6 separate regions of the Sus scrofa genome follow, and all the other regions are linked to region 1. The links are chromatin contacts, called in public Hi-C and HiChIP or PLAC-seq maps. All regions are on one chromosome and are shown on one strand. The core of a region is the stretch at or near the end of the contact, and the rest is flanking DNA. Distances in the headings are between cores, read along the strand shown. Region 1 overlaps LOC106506054 (a long non-coding RNA gene). Region 2 overlaps ZMIZ1 (zinc finger MIZ domain-containing protein 1). Region 3 overlaps ZMIZ1 (zinc finger MIZ domain-containing protein 1). Region 4 overlaps LOC106506054 (a long non-coding RNA gene). Region 5 overlaps ZMIZ1 (zinc finger MIZ domain-containing protein 1). Region 6 overlaps ZMIZ1 (zinc finger MIZ domain-containing protein 1).

Region 1 (3,035 bases), core at 511-3,010:
GGCCCTGATGATCTAGGTCCAGGTCAGGCTGTAGGAGGACAGAGGGTAATCTATTCTTTTTGGAGGCTCTGTTCCATGCTAAAGACTCAGGCATTTTTTTCCCTTAACATTTGCAACTAAACTGTGAGGTAGGGGTCAGTTTGTACATTTTAAAGAAGAGGAAAGAAGGGTTCTGCAAGGTTGTGTTACACAGAGGGCAATGTGAGGAAGCTAGACTGTGAACTCACATTTACCTGCCTCCCAGCTCACACTGATTTAGCTACCCTTCCAAACTGTTTGCCAGATGAAGGATGGGAAGGAGGCTGAGAAATGACCAAGGTTGGCCTACTGCCCCCAGGGCCAACTCCCGGTCAAGGCCATAACCAATGCCATGATTCCAGGGCCAGGAAACCAAGTCCAACAAGCAGTGGGGCTGCAGAAGAGGGTGATAATGGGGAAAGGGCAGCAAAACTGCACCTTGCTTCAGCTTTAGGGAGATCTGGCCCTGAATGCAAATCCCCCACCCAAAGTTGGAGAACTGTAGGAGCTGGGCCAGCCCATGGAGAAGGAGCAGGACCAGAGATGTCAGGGTACTGGACCCAGCCAAGCAACTAGGGCCAGGGCTGGAGCTTGAGTCACGGCCATGCTCAGTCTCACCAACTTTCCTCCTGAAGGCTCAGCGGTCAGTACTGGTCCTGGGATGGACCTCTGTGAGGGTGTGTGGTTGCTGGGGAAGCCAGAAGATATGCCCAACCCCTGCCCCTGACTCTGACCCATTGCATGGACTCCTCTCTACACCAGAAGGCCCCAGAAGGTTTGGACTAGCTCAGGCCCCTTTCCTCGAGCTCAAGGGCTCAGGAGAGCCCCCAGAGGCAGGGCCCAGAGCGCCCTCCCCACAGGGGGGGCTCACCCAGCCTGGGCTCTGGTCAGACTCTGCTCTGCTTTGCTCTCGCCAGGCATGAGTCAGCGCCGGGAGCCTGCGTGTGGCCACAGCTGGCTGGACGCTGAGGCCAGCCAGGCCAGGCCCTGGAGGTCTGCTGGGGCCCTGGGGCCTCACTAATGGGAAGAGATGGCCCCGAATGACCCACAGGATCACACAAGGGAAAGGAAAAAGGCCCAAGTAGAAAACTAAGCACAAAGAAAGATCTCAAATCTTAAAGCGGCAGAAGCAGATTCAGAGTCAGAAAAATGATTACACAACAAACACACACACAGGCTACCAGCCCTGGCACGAACACACACTCATGTGTACCCCACACTCCACACACAGACACTCCACACGCTCACACACACATCCCACATATACCCGTCTTCACAGTGCCCTAGCGTCTGCAGCACATACCAGATATACACATGCAAGAGAAACCACATCAACAAACACACACACCACGCATGCGTGCACACACGCGCTCGCGCACACATACACACACAGCATTCCCAGAGGGTGAGCCCACACAGGGAAATCAACCCCACACAGCAGATGCTCACATGCCTGTCTGTGGCGTATGGCTTTTGTCAAACCCAAGGAAATCAGACTCACCACCCTCAGCATACGTGTACAGATAGGTTTGGGGACATTGGGTCACACGCTGTCTAACGGACTCGATGTTTCTGAGGGCTGTGCTCAAGGTCAGCCTGGTAACTGGGGTCCTGGGCACCCCACCCCTCGCCCACGGAGAGGGGAGCCCGCCCCTGCCCATCCCAGCCAGCCAAGCTTCTGCGCCCCGCCAGGAGGTCGCGGAGCAGAGCGCGGCCAGGAAGTCAGCCCGGAGTGACAGCTCCCCCACGCTGTTTGTTTATTCATGACTCATTCGTCTCCACAGACTGGCTCTTCTTTCTTTCGGGAGGAGGGGAGAAAGGAGCGGGAGGGAGGGAGGCGGGAGCGAGGGAGGGGGACGGGGAGGGGGCGAGCCAGACTCCACAATAAACAATGAGGCAGCTGAGCCGGCGGGCGGGGGAGGCGGCGCGGGTCGCGGCCCGGGCCGGGCCTGGGGGACAGGCGCCCCCCGACCCGCTGCCCGGGCTCTGCGCGCACGAGCCCCGAGCCTCCCGCTCCACCCGGCCCTTCCCATCCCCGCCCGCCCGCCTGCCTGCCCGGCCCGCCACCACCTCCCGGCGACCGGGCAGGAGCAGCCGTAATTGGATCCGCGCCTCCTCCTCCCAGCTCCCCGCCCCCAATCGGGGAGCCGGATAAATGCCGGGTACCTTGGCAAAACAGTCGGATCCAAACCTATTATTTGGCTAATGGGCTTCCCCCGTGCGGCTCCGCAACACCCCGCAGACTCCCCCCACTCCATTTCCCAGAGCCGGTCCCGCGCCCCTTCGCGCCGCCGCCTCCCCGCCCCGCTCCAGGAGGGGCTCGGCCGGGCCTCCGGATAACTGGAGGAAGCGCGGGGCCGAGGCTTCAAGGGCCTCATTGTTCTGCCTCGAGGGGCACATTGAAAATGCTCCAGGATTTGCTTCCTGTGAAAACAGCCTGGGAGGGAGGGGGCGATTCACGGTGGAAAGACATTATCCTCCTGGAAGCTGCCCAGATTACACAGGGAGAAAAGGGTTGTTTTGATTGTTGCTGGCTCTTTCTTTCCTTCTTTCTTTCTCCCTTTTTCTTTCTTTCTTTTTCCTTTTGGCCCTCCCCGCCTTTTGCTACCCTCCCAGGGCCCAAGATGAATCCTGAGGGCTGTTGAGCAAGTTGGAAATGTGGAGCTGTTTTCCGCATAAATAAGGCCAGTGAGCGATAGCACCAGATATAAAGTCTGATTCAGAGAAATTCTAAAGAACGCAGGGGCGATGAGGTGGGCAAATCCAAGAAACTCATTTCCCCAGCATGCCCTTCTGAGTCACATCTTGCACCATGAGGGGAAAACACATCACACCACAATATGTCACATGCCTGCTGCAGAGGAACGGCCTGGTGGGGGATGTAGAGCTCCTCCTTCCTGAGCCTGGGTCAGCACAGCCAGTCCCACTCAGGGCCAAGGTCAGCTGGGCAGAGGCAGGGATCAGCCTCACCACAGGCCCTGGGAAAACCTGGTTCTTCCGCTTTCTACCTGAAAGAC
Region 2 (2,960 bases), core at 68-2,567, 130 kb after region 1:
ACAAACTCTGCTAAATAAGTCAAGGCCCTGGTTTCCCAATCTGTAAAATGGTAATAATGACTCTTACTGGCCATCTCACAGGACAGTTTAAGGATCAGATGAGAAAAGGGCTCAGCAAAGAGGGTGGGGTGGTATCCACAGCGTGTCTTACTGCTTTCTGGGTACATGGGGGTGGGTGCTGTGTGTGGTCCGGGTCAGACACTCCATCTGAATCCCCAGCCGCCCAATTCAGCCCAGGGACTCGGGCACATTACCTCATCTGCATCTGCATCTCTAGGAACCATGGCTTCCTCTTTTTCCAGGCCAGGCATATTAATAGTAGGTGCCTCATGGTGCAGTGGAAGGATTCATGAGAAATGTGTGTTGAGCTTAGCACAGAGCTTGACACAAAGCAAATGCCCAAGTCAGCAGTATTTGTTATTTTTGCCAGTCTTATTGCCACACAGATGGACACTAAATTCAGAAACACAGGTGAATGGTGTCTTGACCTTATATTATAATAGGTCTGTGTTTCCAGACTTCATGTCCATCAGTCCCCACCCCAAAGGAGTCCCGGCCAGCCTCTCTTCAGGGCCACTTGAAGGGGCTGTGGTGAAATTGCACCCCAGCCTGCAGGATGATACGTCTGGGCTGGAGCTGGTCAGGGCTGACCTCTGCTGGCTCCTAGGAATGAGGATGCTGGCCCCCACAGCCACTTAGCTCGGCAGTGGGAGGCCAGCAGGCACCTCTCTGTGTCTGAACTGCACCCTCACTGGCCTGAGACCCTGAAGGGAGGCCAGTGAGCGGGACTCGATGTTGCACCTGAGCCAGGTGAGGCCTGCAGATGCTTTCCCCTGCTGGGTACAGACAGAGCCCACAGGCAGCCCCATCACCCGTGGGCTCCCTGACCTTTGCCCCACCTCAGCCCAGCTGATGGGGTCCAGGAGAGGGGCAGAGTTCCCATCTTGCTGAAGGAATGAGCCCCTGTGCCCAGGTCAGGGCTGGCAGACATTGCCAAGGCTACAGGTGCTCAGAAGTGGCAGGCCAAGGTGGACCCAGATAGGCAGGGCAGAGAAGAGGCAGGCCAGGCTGGAGCCAGCCCTCAAAGGACAAAGGGACTTAGCTTGCTAAAGGGACAGCATTCCAGAAGGACAGAAGTGTGTGGCAAAGGTTTGGAGTCTTTCCTGGGGAAAGACATGCCCTCTCCCATAAGACATCTGGGCTGCTCTGGTCCAGATGGCCTCGGCTCTCAGTGACCAGTGGCTGTGGGGTGAAGCAGATGGCCAGTGGGGGGAGGGGGCGGGGCCACCCTCAGGCCTGAGCCAAAGAGAGGCCAAGTGGCCCACACAGGCCAGAGCCTGAGACCTTGGCACCAGCCACACGGAGCTCTCAACTGGAGAGTTAATGATTCATTTGTGGCCAATTTCTGCTGGCCTTTGCCTGGAAATTCCCAAGCCAGCCCCTTCTCTCGGCTCTGGGAGCTCCACGAGTACATTCTCATTTACACTTGGCCGAGGACTTCTCACCCACTCTCCAGGGAATGGTTTTTAAAATGACAGCAGTAGCAATGCAGGTTAGCCCTTAGGAGGAATTGCTTCTGGCCTGCAGGCTGGAGGCTGGGATGGCTGTTTGACTGCAATAAAGTTGGAGGCCCCTGTCTGACCCCCCCGGGCAAGTGCAAGTGGAAGGAACCCTCTTTGTGTCCATGGTGCCCTCCACTTAGTTCAGAGCACATGTGAACAGTATCCAGTCTGGGGTAAATGTAAAAAGTGTCGCAACAGTTACAAAGGGGGAAATAGAGCTTGACCCAGAGCAGGACTTGGTTGCACAGAGAGAGAGCAGTACCATACGCCAAGTCCCTGGGGCATGAAAGTACAGAGAAAGTTGAGTGATTGTGCTATGGCTGGAGTGCAGAGCCTGTGAGAGACTCCTGGAAGTTTGTACACAGCACACAGGTGAAGGGTTTTGTAGACTTGGGAGTTTGACAGTGGGAGGTGCTCACAGTGGGGAGTCAGGGCTGCTACCCAAGCAGGACAGGTGTGTTTGATTTGGGTTTGGGGGTCATTGGCTCATTCATGTCTGGATTCTGCTGGTCAGCAAACCTTCCTCGACAGCCCACTCTGTGCCAGCTCAGGCCCAGGCCCTCCACCTGTGTGGAGGTGGACTAGAGGGAGGAGATCTCACATAGAAATCCAGGTAGGGGCAACAGGAGCCCAGCAGAGCCGCGTGCCTTTGGCAGGAGTATGGGTTTGTGCAGAGGCCGGGGCCTGACTGATGACTTTTTCAGACTCTCCCAGCCCTGTTAGCCCAAGTCTTCGGGTCAGTGTGGCGGAGGTGTTGAGGTAGTCTTGAGGAACTGCATGTTCCTGGCAGACTGTGGACAGACAGCCTGGAGGTTACCCCTGTCGGTAAGATCACGTGGTCTTATCAAGTCCAAGTGTGTATGTCGCTCTGCACCTGAGCACAGAGGCCAAGGTTGATGACAGTTCTCAGGGCCCCCAGTCCTGGCTGGCTGCACATATAACCCGCCATCTCTCGCAGCCTCCTGCAGATTTAAGAATATTGTCCCCAAACCAGCCAAAAAAATAGAGCAGCCTGATCCTCCAGGTTGAGAATTCCCAGGCTTGGGGAGGGGGCTGCCTTTATGTCTTTTCGACTTTGCAAATTTAATTTCTTCTGATTATTTCTTGACAGTCCCAGGCGTTGGTGGTAAACAACCGCTCTCCCCAGAATGTTTCCCTGTGACAGCAGCTTTCTCTGGAGAGAGTGCTATCAACACTTGGCAGGGCCTCCTCCCAGCTCCCGGCTCCCGGCTCCCGGCTCCCAGCTCGGGCTCCTGAGAAAGGAGAGCTTCTGAAAGGTGTTCAAGAATGTGATGCTCTCCTGGTGTGCCGGGGGTGCAGGTTGAGGGTGGGCATGGGCTAGCCTCTTTGTTCCTCCCCGTGGCCAGCTGCCCAGCCTGGCCTGAGAGCCTTAAATGG
Region 3 (2,848 bases), core at 156-2,655, 170 kb after region 1:
CAGATTCTCCTGCCACTCTCCCGCCCCCCTCCTCTCTCCTGGTAGGTGCTCTGAGGCCTTCAGTTTTCCTTTGGCCGTGACGTTGAACTTACAGTGCAGGGAGGAACAGAGCAATGATACTAAGCACTCCAAACCCTCCTAAGCCCTTCTGTAGCACTCTGTGGGGATGCTGCTCCGATCGTGACCTACAGGAATTCACATTCACCATGACAGCATCTCTGTGAGGTCACTTTTCCATTATCCCCATTTCCAGAGGAAGAAACTGAGGCACAGACAGGTGAATCAGTCAGCCCAGGGTGGTTATGCAGGCATTGAACCAAAGAGCTGGCCCCTGAGTCTATGCTCTTGGCCACAGAGCTGCACAGCTTCTCATCACCCACCTCCCCAGCCTGGGGGCCCCAGCCTAAGCCCAGCTCAGTGTCAACAGGGGTCGCAGCGTTTTCCCAAAAGAGGGCAAAAGGAGGATCAAGATGCCAAGGTTAGCAGACCCAAGTCACCTTGACATTGGATAAGCTAACAGAGCCGGAGCCACCCTGAGCTCATGGATGAGCTGAAAGCTTATCAGCACCGGAGAAGACCGTAGGTCCAAGCAACCCAAGGCCCTGCCTTTATGGTGACAGCTCAGCCTCCAGTGGCCTTGGACACATTGCCGCTCTGAGCCTCAGCCTCTGCATCTGTCAAATGGGCCTTTCAGAGCCAGTGGCATAAGGAGCTATGAGGAGTTGTTGAGATATTGTGAACCCAGTATCTGATTCCTGTGGCCCCTTGATGGCAGTGTGAATTTCCTTCCCAGGGCATCAGGCCACAGGGACGGGGACATTCCTGGCAGCAGGATTAGGGTAGGCGAGGTACAGAGGTGGGAGCTGACACATTACAGATCAGAGGCAGGCTGGGGCTTTGAACATGAGGCTGAAGAATTAGTGCCAACCTCGTAGACAATGGGGAGTCACGGAAGATTCTTGGCCGGTGGGGGGGTGTAATGCCTTCTCGGGCATTCGTGAAATAAACGGGTAGCAGGAAAACCTAATATGCTTTGCCAGGTGTGGGGCCCTGATGCAAAGGGTGTCACGTGGCTAAGAAAGTTGGCCCTGGTGGGTGTCAGCGCCAGCTTTCCTCCTGTCCACAGGGTGCTTGGTCCACAGGGTGCTGGCCAGCACAGGCTGGGAGTGTGCAGGGCACTGCAGGGAGGGGCAGGGCTAATTAATGCCTCTTCCTCTGCGTGTAGAGTCCCCCCTTCTCGGGTCGTCTGGGCTTCCCACCCAGCCCTGGGTGGGGCGCCACCGCTCCTTCCTCCCTCTGTGGCTCTCTGGTCCTAAATGGGAGGGGACTCCAGAGGGTGCAACAGGCTGTGGAGTGTAAGCCAGGGTGGGGACGCTGGCGGTGGGTGGAGTCACGGGATGGGTGGCCATGAGTCAGGAATTGCTGGGCCTGTGTGTCATCTGGCTGCGTGCTGCTCTGGCTTCCCCGCATCTGTCTGCCTCATCTCTCCCACCCACGGCTGCGCCTGTGGGCTGCTCTGCTGAGGCCACAGGGCTCTGTTTCCAAGAGCTCCAGGCCCACGAAGGAGCAGTCATGGGAGCTGGGCTCCGGGTCCCAAGCTCCCCTGACACGCAGGGTGACTTTGAACATGCCTGCCCTCCCTAAGCCACGGTTTCCCCGACTGCAGAGTGAAGGTGAGGCTGGCCGGGATTCCCAGCTCCTGCCGAAAGCGAGATCCAGGGCAGCTTTGAAAGGCAGCACACCCCAGACCAGTTAAATCCCTGGGGCAGGGCCTGGAGCCTGGGCAGGAACCTCTGGTCTGGATGGGCCTCTTGACACGTGATCTCTCCCCACTCTCCACAGCCCCCAGGCAGCATTGTGGACCAGCATATGGATTCTGGAGTCCAGGGCCTGCACTGAATCTAACTTTGCCACTTTCTAACACTGTGGGCAAGTGACTTCATGTCTTGGAACCGCAGTTTCCTCATCTGTGAAATGGGGATGATGTTACCACTTTATAGGATTGCTGTGGGGACTATTGGGTTAACCGGCATAGACAGCCTCTGTTAGAGCCGGGCCTAGGATGGCTGTGGTGAGCACTGTGCAAGTGTCAGCTGCTCTGTTCTCTGATCTAAATCTGTTTTCACACCACCCCTCCCATAACTGCTCATCCATCCATCCAGCAAACATTCTGGGGGCAAACCCTGTCCTGGCTGCTATGGGCAACAAGACAACACTCATTGTGGGGGCTGACCTTGCCCCCCTCTTTTTAGCCCATCCAGGGGTCCAGTCCCAGACAGCAGGTTCTCTCAGTCCCAAGGATTGATGGGCAGGTGGGGAGTGGCTCCCCCAAGAATCCCACCAAGTTGCTAGGCTGAGGGAGCCCTTCTTTCTGAAAGGACGCAGAGACCCCAGACTCACGGGAGAAGGAAGAGCATCCTAGGCTGGTCCTGACAGCCTCAGCTGGGAGGTACCTGGAGAGTCCTCAGTGCCTCCTGGTGAGGACCTGGGGATGCGCTCTGGGTGTGTGATGGCTCAGACCAGGCTGGGCACTGAGGCTGCCCAGGAAGTCAGGAGCAGTCAAGTAAGCAGTGTGTGGAACAGAATAGGGAACCTCACAGCCCATCGCAAGACCCGGCCCATCCTCCATCTCCTAGCAGCCTTCCAGCATCCTGGGACATTAGGCAGGCATTGTTCATCCCACTTTGCAGATGAAAGATGGAGGCTTCGAGGGGTCAGGAGGCACTTGCCCCGGTCAGGGAGGGTACATGCCAAAGATAGGTCTCGTGTCACCTCAGTGTTAACAAAATCCAGTGGGACCAGTCAAGCCCCCCTGGGTGGCTGCATTGGTGGAGCATCTTGGGGCAGA
Region 4 (2,700 bases), core at 30-2,529, 160 kb before region 1:
ACTGTTTCCTCCAAGCAGAGCCTGCATTATTTTCATCAAACAAAAGTAATGCATGCTTGTCATGTTTTGCTGGCCGCCCCTCCAGCACTTTCATTAACAGTGGCTTGATTTCCTTCTGAAACTTGCCTCTTCCCTATTGTGTGTGGTCTTGGTGGAGGGGAATTCTAGTCTTCTGCCTCCCATTAAAAAAGCCAGCTCCCTACATCTCTTGGTCTGCTCTAGGGAGCAGGCACGTGTCCTGCCATCTCTTCTGGGACTTTGCATCTGCAGTGAGTGACGCAGGGTGTCAGCCAGGCTTATTGGTTGCTGGAAACAGCCTCCAACTTGGTCGGATGGGAGCAGGAAGGCGGGTTTATTCAAAAGGAGGTGACGTGACCCACAGACCCATGGGGAAGGATGAGAACCAGGCACAGAAACACACAAAGAGGTCAGGGCACAGCTGACCACAGCCAAATTGTCCTCATGAAGCCAGTGCAGTGAGGATACTGCTGCTGAATCACTAGGCACAGGGTGATACAACTTGCCAGGCACTGACAAGTGTTGCCCCCGAAAGTGGACTTTGCTTCTGCAGTTACTGTCTCCAACCTCCTGCACCAGCAGAGATATGCCTTGTCCCTGTTCCCTGGCCTTGCTTGCTCTTGGCTCAATGTGTGGGAGGAGCTCGGAGGTTGACCCATTCGGGGAGCTGCAAAGGATGCTGGGACCACAGGAATTTGTCACTCTCAGTCCTCAACAGGAGGCTGACTCTGTCGCTTCTCCCCCAGACTTTTTTTTTTTTTTTGTCTTTTTGCCATTTCTTGGGCTGCTCCTGTGGCATATGGAGATTCCCAGGCTAGGGGTCAAATCGGAGCTATAGCTGCCAGCCTACGCTAGAGCCACAGCAACATGGGATCCGAGCCGCGTCTGCAACCTACACCACAACTCATGGCAATGCCAGATCCTTAACCCACTGAGCAAGGCCAGGGATCAAACCCACAACCTCATGGTTCCTAGTCAGATTCATTAACCACTGTGCCACGAAGGGAACTCCTCTCCCAGACTTTTTAAGGTAGAGGATTTCTCAAGCCTAGGGAAGAGGGGTCATCAGATGATGGACAACCCACAAGAATGGCCAAAGCCACTGAACCCAGAGACAGCGGAGAAGATTAGAGGTCATCGGTTTCAGCCGTGGTGGCATGCAGACCAGATGTTTCCCGCTACCAGGTGGTGGCTGTGGTTCTTAATCCAGGCCCTTGGGAGAGGCCTGGGCCCCGGCCCCTCTCCAAGTCTGCTTTCTGGGCTCCTGTCACTTCTGTGAGCTCCCGACATCCTGCCAATAAATTCCTTTTTGCTTAAGTTAACCAGTGTTAGTGTCTGCCGGCTGCAGCCAAGCAACGCTAAGTGAAACCACATGTAAACATGAGTACGCGCTGCTTGTAAAACACTAAGGCAGCCCTGATAAGGGTGCAGGCCTCCTGACACCCCCCTCACCAGCATTCTTCCCTGAGGGAACCACGGGTATGAGCTGGATGTGTGTGTCCCAGAGTTTACCGGTCATGCTTCTACACAAATGTCTATAGCCCTAGTAAGTATTTCCCAGAAATAGTGTTCTTTGTCACTGTGCCTAGGGTGTCTCCAATTATAAGATGCTCCCTTGTTTTATGTGCTACCAAGAAGGGAAAAGGGGAGTTCCCATTGTGGCTCAGTGATAACAAACCTGACTAGAATCCATGAGGACGAGGATTTGACCCCTGGCTTCACTCAGTGGGTTAAGGATCCGGCGTTGCTGTGAGCTGTGGTGTAGGTTGCAGAGGTGGCTCGGATCCCGCATTGCTGTGGTGTAAGCTGGCAGCTGCGGCTCCGATTTAACTCCTATCCCAGAAACCTCCATAAACGGCAGATGTGGCCCTAAAAAGACCCCAAAAAGGGGGGGGGCGGGGGGAGGAGTTGTCAATGAAACTACGACTTGATGTTAAGATCTATCAGTTGTAAACCATATCTCGATGGGTGGTTTAAGATGTGAAAAGAGATGTGTGTGTTAGAATCCACGAAATATGGTCACAGCAACCACTAACCCATTTAGCCCTTACTCTGGGCCAGGCGTTCTCACAGGGACTTTGCTTGTATTAACTCAAGAAATCACTTACTCCATTCAATAATTTCTCAAGGTTGGAATATAATTATCCATGTTTTACAGATGAGCAAACTGAGGTAGAGAAAAGTTAAAACATTTGCCCAAGGTTACAGATCTAGTAAGTGACAGAACAAAGATTCAGAGAAATCCTGGGTTGAGAGATTGCTCTCTCAACACCAGTGCTCAGTCTTCTGTCCAAGTGTGAGTACATGTGTGCACCCGTCTGCGATTGTGTGTGTCTGTGTGTGCAGATGCACCTGAGTGCATGGGTACATGTGCACAGCCATGTGTATTTTTTTCACTTAAGGAGGATCATATTATATATACACTGTGCACTGAGCTTTGTTCATTCACACTCTCCTGGAGACCCTCCTGTCTCACTACCTAAGTTGCTCCGCCGTTCTTTCTAACTGCTGAAATACAGACCCGCCACGAGGCTTCCAGCCATTCTCGCCCTGATAGATATCAAGGTTGTTGCCATTTCTGACTCTGCCTAACAAGGCTGCAATAAACACCCTTGAACAGGCCTCCAGGAATGCATGTGAAAGTGCTTCTGTCAGGCAGGCAGACAGAAGTAGAATTGGTGC
Region 5 (3,054 bases), core at 87-2,586, 150 kb after region 1:
TCAATAAAGCCAGCTTTCATCATCAACATCATCTTCTGGGCTGATGGGTACTATATCCATGAGATGAGAGCCCGCTCCCCTAAGTGGGCTCCTCCTGATTATTTGTAACTTCCACTCCTGCCCCTCGCTGCCCCCTTTTTGTCCTTTTGTCCTTTTCCCCCAGTACTTCTCTCCCACATTTCCTAAGATCCCAGGAAGTTCAGCCCTACCTGGCCTCATGTTGTCACCTGCATTCCTGCCTTATCCATCCCATCCTTTGGAGCTGGGCCCAGGATTTATCCTGTTCCCGCTACAATCCCTCACAGATGCCTCGCACACAGTAGGTGCCTGATCTAAGTTTGTTGCATTGAACGTTGATGGAGCCAAAGTCACCTCCAAGAGTAGCATGGCAATGACAAACCAGGCCTCTGGGCGCATCATCTCTTTAATAAAGGGGATGTCTGAGATGGGGCCCAAGCCACCCCCCCACCCCCGGGATCATAGCTTGTGACCACTCTGGCCTCCTTGATGTGGGGTTTGGGGGAGCTGGGGCAGCCCTGGGTGGGGCTGCTGCATTGGAAGATTTTTCAAAGCTGGTTCCTCTCTGGTCCTCTGCACTGTCCCTGTGTTGTGTTTGCCTGGGTCCTTTCCCCACCCCCACGGTTCTCTGTTAAATTGTGTTATTATATTTAAACAAATCAATTCCATTGCAGAGTTTTTCCTGTCCTAATGATGAGTTTGCAGCACAAATGCCATTGATTTCTCACAGCCCTGAAAACCAGTTGATGAATAGCACCGGGCTTGTCTTTGGAGAGGCACTTAGAGCAGCTCTGGGCAGCCCCCCTGCTCTCTGCCCATGCTGCCCCGCATCACCACCCCCAGCCCCACCTCCAGCCCACATTTCATGACTGCTGCAGTGGGTCAGAGGCTGTGTGTTGAAGGAGGACCTTCAGTGTCCGCCAGGAGTGGAATGTCATCACCAGGGGCCCAGTCCCTCGTGCTGGTGAAACAATCATAGTGGAGAATGTTATTGATTTTGGCCAAAGGCAGGAGCACAACTTACAGAGCAGAGAAGCGGGGCGGTGTGATCTTTGTCTTCCCTTACGAGTTCAGAGCGTGGTCCTGAGTGACAGCAGATAAGAGCTCAGGCAAAGCTCAGACACCGTTTCCAGACCTTGAGGGGGCTGCCTGGTCCCTGCTTTTCTAAAGGGGTGGTTCAGAGGTTAGGGAGCTGTCCCCACTGGAGAGTGTGAAACTTCCCTTTGTGAAATCCTTCCCAGCCTCCAGTGTCAAAGTCAGACCACTGCACTGGGCTTTGCCCTTCAGATCACTGCCAGGATCACAGCTTGTTTGAGCTTTGTACTGACCCCAGGGCTTGTGTGGACAGGAATTATTCTTCCCTACTTCAAGCCAGGCAGCCTGAGTCAAGGACAGTCACTGGAAAGGGAAGGTCAGCAGCCACACACGCCTGTGAGTTGGGCTTGGGTGAGGCTGGAGGGACTGGGGCAAATGGGAGTGCCTTCCTTACCCAAATCCCTAAAAGTTAACCCCATGACCACGAAACTATCCATCTGGGATGGGGCTGTGGGCTGAAGTAGCCATTGCCTCTCCCCCAGTCTAGTGCCAGCCTTTGTTTGGGGGACAAGAATGTAGCCTAGAGTTGGGAGTGGCTCTTCAAGGTCACAGCACAAGGCAATGGTGGAGCTGGGGTTTCAACCGGAGGGGAGGGGAGAGGCCTCTCAGGCAGTGCTGCTCCCCTCCCCGCAGCAGTCAGGGTTGGGGGCAGGGCGGGGCTCCATTGTAGGGGAAGACAGGCCCCTTGCTGAAGAGACCCAAGAGTGGCCCAGCGTGCCCCCCCTTCCCTTGGCCCTCTGAGTAGTCACCCTCCCTCCCTCCCCGCAGACAAACCTCCTGTCCCTCCTAATCAGGTTAGCCTCCTGCTCCATGCTCGCTCTGCTGAGCTGGACCAGCTGCCTCTAATGGCCTGTCGACCTGGCCCACTCCCTGGCTCTGGGGTGGGGGAGGGGAAGCTCAGAAGAGAAGTGAGTGGGAAGGGGCTGCCCACCTCCCTCGATTTAGATCTTTTCAAGGCTTCTAGGATTAAGTCCAAACCCTGAGCCTAGATTCATCCAAGATTCATCAAAATGAAGGTCTGCTTATTTCTCTAGTCTCTACTGCCCTGAAGCACTCTTTACTATAGTCAAAGGATGCTATTTCTTGCCTCCCTGCCTTTGCACATGCAGGGCCTTTTGCTACTTCCCACCATCTGAGAAAACTCCTATGCATCCTTCAAAACCCAACTCATCTCTTCCTCTGGGCCGCCTCTTCTCAAGACTTTTGCCTCTGTCTCCCACAGGATGCTCCACTGATCTGGAACTTAATCCCACTCTGTTTGAGTACATTATTCCTAGACCTACTTCCCCTTGAGTTTCGGGAAGAAAGAGAAAACGTTCTAGAAGAATATCCCTCAGGCAGCAACACAGAAAAGTACTCAGTAAAGAAATAAGGCTAGGAGTTCCTGTCGTGGTGTAGTGGAAACGAATCCAACTAGGAACCACAAGGTTACGGGTTCAATCCCTGGTCTCTCTCAGTGGGTTGAGGATCCGGCGTTGCCATGAGCTGTGGTGTGGGTCGCAGATGGGGCTTGGATTTGACATTGCTGTGGCTCTGGTTTAGGCCGGTGGCTACAGCTCTGATTAAACCCCTAGCCTGGGAACTTCCATTTACTGCGGGTGTGGCCCTAAAAAGACCAAAAAAAAAAAAAAAAAAAAAAAAGAGAAAAGAAAGAAGGCCAGCAAAGAAGAGAGAAGTGGGGACCTGGGAGGGAAAGAGACAGACAGGAGTGTAGGGAACAGCTGCTCTCAGCCCCTCCACATCGGCGCTCTCTCCTGCTTCCTGCCAGGGAGGCCATTCCCAGCAACACATGCGAGGCCTGAAATAGACATGTGGGGGCCTCGGTGGTACACTTTCACAGCCCAGCGCTAAGCACCACCCCCCATTCCTTGGACACAGAAGCTCCCTCTCCTCCCTGGGCCCTGTCCCTGCAGCCAAGACCCCTCCCCCAGCAGTGCCCAA
Region 6 (2,735 bases), core at 129-2,628, 210 kb after region 1:
GTTGAGCATGTCTGGACCCAGTGGGAAAAGTGCGTGACTGATTAGCCATGCCTGTTATGGGTGCAGGAGGTGGGGGTGGCGTCCCACACACCACAGCCCTGCCATTCCTGTGCTAGTTGGTCCTTGAAGGCTCGTCTAGCTCTGACTCTCCCACGGACATACCGTCCGCCCTGCCCCTGTCTGGAGCTCCTAGAGAATGCCAGGTGGGTGGATTTGGAGTCTTGAGCTGGGGTAGAGAAGGGACAGTGGAGAACACCTCTTTGTCTGAAAAGCTGGAGCTGTAAGAACATCTGCAGGGTATTTATAGCCTTCTGGAGGATACCAGCTGGTGGTCGGGAACCCTGGCTCCATCTCCAGCTTCATCTCACCCTGTGTCCTCCCAATGTCCTGAGGAAATTATTTCCACCCTCCCTCTTCCCCATTTCATGGTGCATGAACCTTTGGAATCGTAGGCCAGATCAGGGTCACTGCATGGGCACTTCTATTCTAGGGAAAGCTTGCGGTCCAGACCCAGCACCAGACAGCATCATGCTGTGACTCCCTGTCTCTGCACTGTCCTCAGGGTTATACAGCAGTGACAGTCACCTTTCTCACACACAGGGGCAGGGAAGGAAATGAGGAGGAAGCCTGCCACATTCCATGGAGAGCATGATGCAATAAAACATCATGAGCTGTATAACCAGACTGGGGCTCAAGTCCTGGCACTGCCACTTTCAGTAGTGTGGCACTGAGCAAGTCATCAGAACTTTCTGAGCCTCAGTTTCTTCTTCTATAGTATGGTAATAATAATTAGAACATCACAGTGGAATTCTGAGGCTTAAGGTGATATGAGTAGAGAACCTAGTATCTGGCACATATAGCTTCAATAGTTGCCGCTTTCTCTTTCCATGCCGAGGAAACAAAAAGCAGTGGTGGCATAGCCTTGGGGATGAGAGCAAATCTAGCAACCTTATCCAGAGCTGAAGCTGGCCCTCCTTCACCTCTGGGGGAGAGAAGCTGTCAGGGAAAGTTCCCTGTGAGGTCATGGATTTGGAGTCTAGCCAGAAGGTGGCAGGAGGATTTGGCCTCAAGGACGTAGCCTGGGCCTGCTAAGGTGTCACATGCCCCAGAGGGATGGGACACCCAGAGTGCAGATTCCCAGCTCAGGGTGGGTCGGGATATGTGTCAGGGCAACATCAACATTTTCTCCTAGATCAGCCAGCCTCCCTCTCTAGATGAACTCCTGTGCCCCTAAACAGGTTGTCAGGTATACATAGCTGTGTGGGGCTGGCCCTCAGGAAGCCCCCAGTCTGAAACACCCAGGGTACGTTGTGTTGTCCCTTTAACCACCATTGACAGTGGGGGTTCCCATAGGGTGGGTACTGGGAGATTGGGTCATGGAGAGAAGTAGGTCTACCCTTCCAGGATCCTCAAGTGTCAAGCCAAAGCCTCTGGGGCCAGCGGGTGCAGAGTCTTGGCCTAGGGGCATTCCCCGAGTTGAGGAGGGGGACCTGGTTTGGGACGAGCTCTTGTCCAAATCAGGATTTCCCTTTTCTGAACACTCTACCCTGAGCCACTTCACTTACTCAGCTCCTCAGCCCAGTGGGTTAGGGAAGGGATGCACCTTTCTGCCTGACAGATGAGAGCACAGGCTCCGGGAGATAAAGCGCCCCCCCCGCCCCACGGCCTCACAGCCAAGACGATCTGGCTCTCGGGACCCACCCCCTACCCAGGGACCTCACCCTGTGCAAGGCCACAAGCTGACCCAAGGGCCTGCTCCAGTTGCCCGGCCAAGAATGGGAAGCAGCTGGTCCTGGTCAGCTGCCTGGAGCTGCCTCTTCCCTCCTCCCCCCTCACGTTCTGTCCCTCTGCTTCTCCTCCTAACTTCCCTGGGGTAGGGCACAAAGTCACTCTGACTGTCTTTGCCTCACCACCACCCTCTTCCTCTGTCTCCAGGCAGTGTACCCAGTGTAGGCACCGAAGATTGGGTGTGGAAGTGTCACCTGCTGTGTGACCACAGGGAGCTGCTACATCTCTCTGAGCTCCTTTATCTCTCTTTTTTTTTTTTCTATTTTTTATTTATTTGTTTTTATATTTTTTAATTGTTATTTCCCCGATACAATTTTTTTTCTGCTGTACAGCATGGTGACCCAGTTACACATACATGTATACATTCTTTTTTCTCACATTATCATGCTCCATCATAAGTGACCAGACATAGTTCCCAGTGCTACACAGCAGGATCTCATTGCTAATCCATGTCAGGATGGCTGAGGGGTCTAAGGCACCAGACTCAAGCTTCTGCTTCCTTTATCTTTAAGATGAGAAAGGCATGGGATTCCTGTCGTGGCGAAGCGAAACGAATCCGAGTAGGAACCATGAGGTTGCAGGTTCGATCCCCAGCCTCGCTTAGCAGGTTAAGGATCCAGCGTTGCCATGAGCTGTGGTGTAGGTGGCAGATGCAGCTCGGATCTGGCATTGCTGTGGCTGTGGCATAGGCCAGCAGCCTGTAGCTCCTATTGGACCCCTAGCCTGGGAACCTCCATATGCCGTGGGTGCGGCCCTAAAGAAAAGCCAAAAAAAAAAAAAAAAAAAAAAAAAGATGAGGAAGGCATCAAACTACAGTGCTTTCTTAACCTCAGTCACTTTCTTCCATTTATACTGGTTAAGATGTTCCTTTAGTCTGTTTAGGTCTGCCATCCCTCCCTAATTTAATCCTATCCTAAATAATAATATCCACCAACTCACCAGTGATC

The links. A called contact is a pair of places that touch in the nucleus more often than the background predicts. HiChIP or PLAC-seq counts read pairs in DNA pulled down with a chosen protein or histone mark.
Region 2: an H3K27ac HiChIP or PLAC-seq map of alveolar macrophages shows a contact between it and region 1. The contact joins two enhancer-like sites. A contact is called at or near these places in 1 of 47 Hi-C or Micro-C datasets (liver) and 2 of 2 datasets of contacts at active chromatin or transcription factors (alveolar macrophages and skeletal muscle).
Region 3: an H3K27ac HiChIP or PLAC-seq map of alveolar macrophages shows a contact between it and region 1. The contact joins two enhancer-like sites. A contact is called at or near these places in 2 of 47 Hi-C or Micro-C datasets (retroperitoneal adipose tissue and skeletal muscle) and 2 of 2 datasets of contacts at active chromatin or transcription factors (alveolar macrophages and skeletal muscle).
Region 4: a contact with region 1 is called in a Hi-C map of heart right ventricle, with 1.6 times the contacts expected there. The contact joins two enhancer-like sites. A contact is called at or near these places in 3 of 47 Hi-C or Micro-C datasets (embryonic fibroblasts and heart right ventricle).
Region 5: a Hi-C map of liver shows a contact between it and region 1, with 4 times the contacts expected there. The contact joins two enhancer-like sites. A contact is called at or near these places in 3 of 47 Hi-C or Micro-C datasets (liver, retroperitoneal adipose tissue and skeletal muscle) and 2 of 2 datasets of contacts at active chromatin or transcription factors (alveolar macrophages and skeletal muscle).
Region 6: a contact with region 1 is called in an H3K27ac HiChIP or PLAC-seq map of skeletal muscle, with 6 times the contacts expected there. The contact joins two enhancer-like sites. A contact is called at or near these places in 12 of 47 Hi-C or Micro-C datasets (alveolar macrophages, brain, embryonic fibroblasts and 9 more) and 2 of 2 datasets of contacts at active chromatin or transcription factors (alveolar macrophages and skeletal muscle).

Annotation. Positions count from the first base shown.
Region 1 is chr14:81,316,426-81,319,460 of Sscrofa11.1, forward strand. The region is part of intron 4 of LOC106506054 (a long non-coding RNA gene); the gene reads right to left. Among named protein-coding and RNA genes, the nearest start is that of ZMIZ1, 91 kb to the right of the region's middle. Within about 2 kb of position 1,761, at least 73 of the 83 cell types and tissues checked have an H3K27ac peak or open chromatin away from gene starts, as enhancers often do. A contact at or near this core is called in alveolar macrophages, liver, retroperitoneal adipose tissue and 1 more, where this site is marked.
Region 2 is chr14:81,446,139-81,449,098 of Sscrofa11.1, forward strand. All of the region lies in intron 1 of ZMIZ1 (zinc finger MIZ domain-containing protein 1), which reads left to right. Among named protein-coding and RNA genes, the nearest start is that of ZMIZ1, 39 kb to the left of the region's middle. Within about 2 kb of position 1,318, at least 19 of the 83 cell types and tissues checked have an H3K27ac peak or open chromatin away from gene starts, as enhancers often do. A contact at or near this core is called in alveolar macrophages, liver and skeletal muscle, where this site is marked.
Region 3 is chr14:81,487,161-81,490,008 of Sscrofa11.1, forward strand. All of the region lies in intron 3 of ZMIZ1 (zinc finger MIZ domain-containing protein 1), which reads left to right. Among named protein-coding and RNA genes, the nearest start is that of ZMIZ1, 80 kb to the left of the region's middle. Within about 2 kb of position 1,406, at least 28 of the 83 cell types and tissues checked have an H3K27ac peak or open chromatin away from gene starts, as enhancers often do. A contact at or near this core is called in alveolar macrophages and retroperitoneal adipose tissue, where this site is marked.
Region 4 is chr14:81,157,927-81,160,626 of Sscrofa11.1, forward strand. All of the region lies in intron 8 of LOC106506054 (a long non-coding RNA gene), which reads right to left. Among named protein-coding and RNA genes, the nearest start is that of ZMIZ1, 250 kb to the right of the region's middle. Within about 2 kb of position 1,280, at least 12 of the 83 cell types and tissues checked have an H3K27ac peak or open chromatin away from gene starts, as enhancers often do.
Region 5 is chr14:81,468,580-81,471,633 of Sscrofa11.1, forward strand. All of the region lies in intron 2 of ZMIZ1 (zinc finger MIZ domain-containing protein 1), which reads left to right. Among named protein-coding and RNA genes, the nearest start is that of ZMIZ1, 61 kb to the left of the region's middle. Within about 2 kb of position 1,337, at least 9 of the 83 cell types and tissues checked have an H3K27ac peak or open chromatin away from gene starts, as enhancers often do. A contact at or near this core is called in liver, where this site is marked.
Region 6 is chr14:81,527,168-81,529,902 of Sscrofa11.1, forward strand. The region is part of intron 4 of ZMIZ1 (zinc finger MIZ domain-containing protein 1); the gene reads left to right. Among named protein-coding and RNA genes, the nearest start is that of TRNAK-UUU, 73 kb to the right of the region's middle. Within about 2 kb of position 1,379, at least 5 of the 83 cell types and tissues checked have an H3K27ac peak or open chromatin away from gene starts, as enhancers often do. A contact at or near this core is called in skeletal muscle, where this site is marked.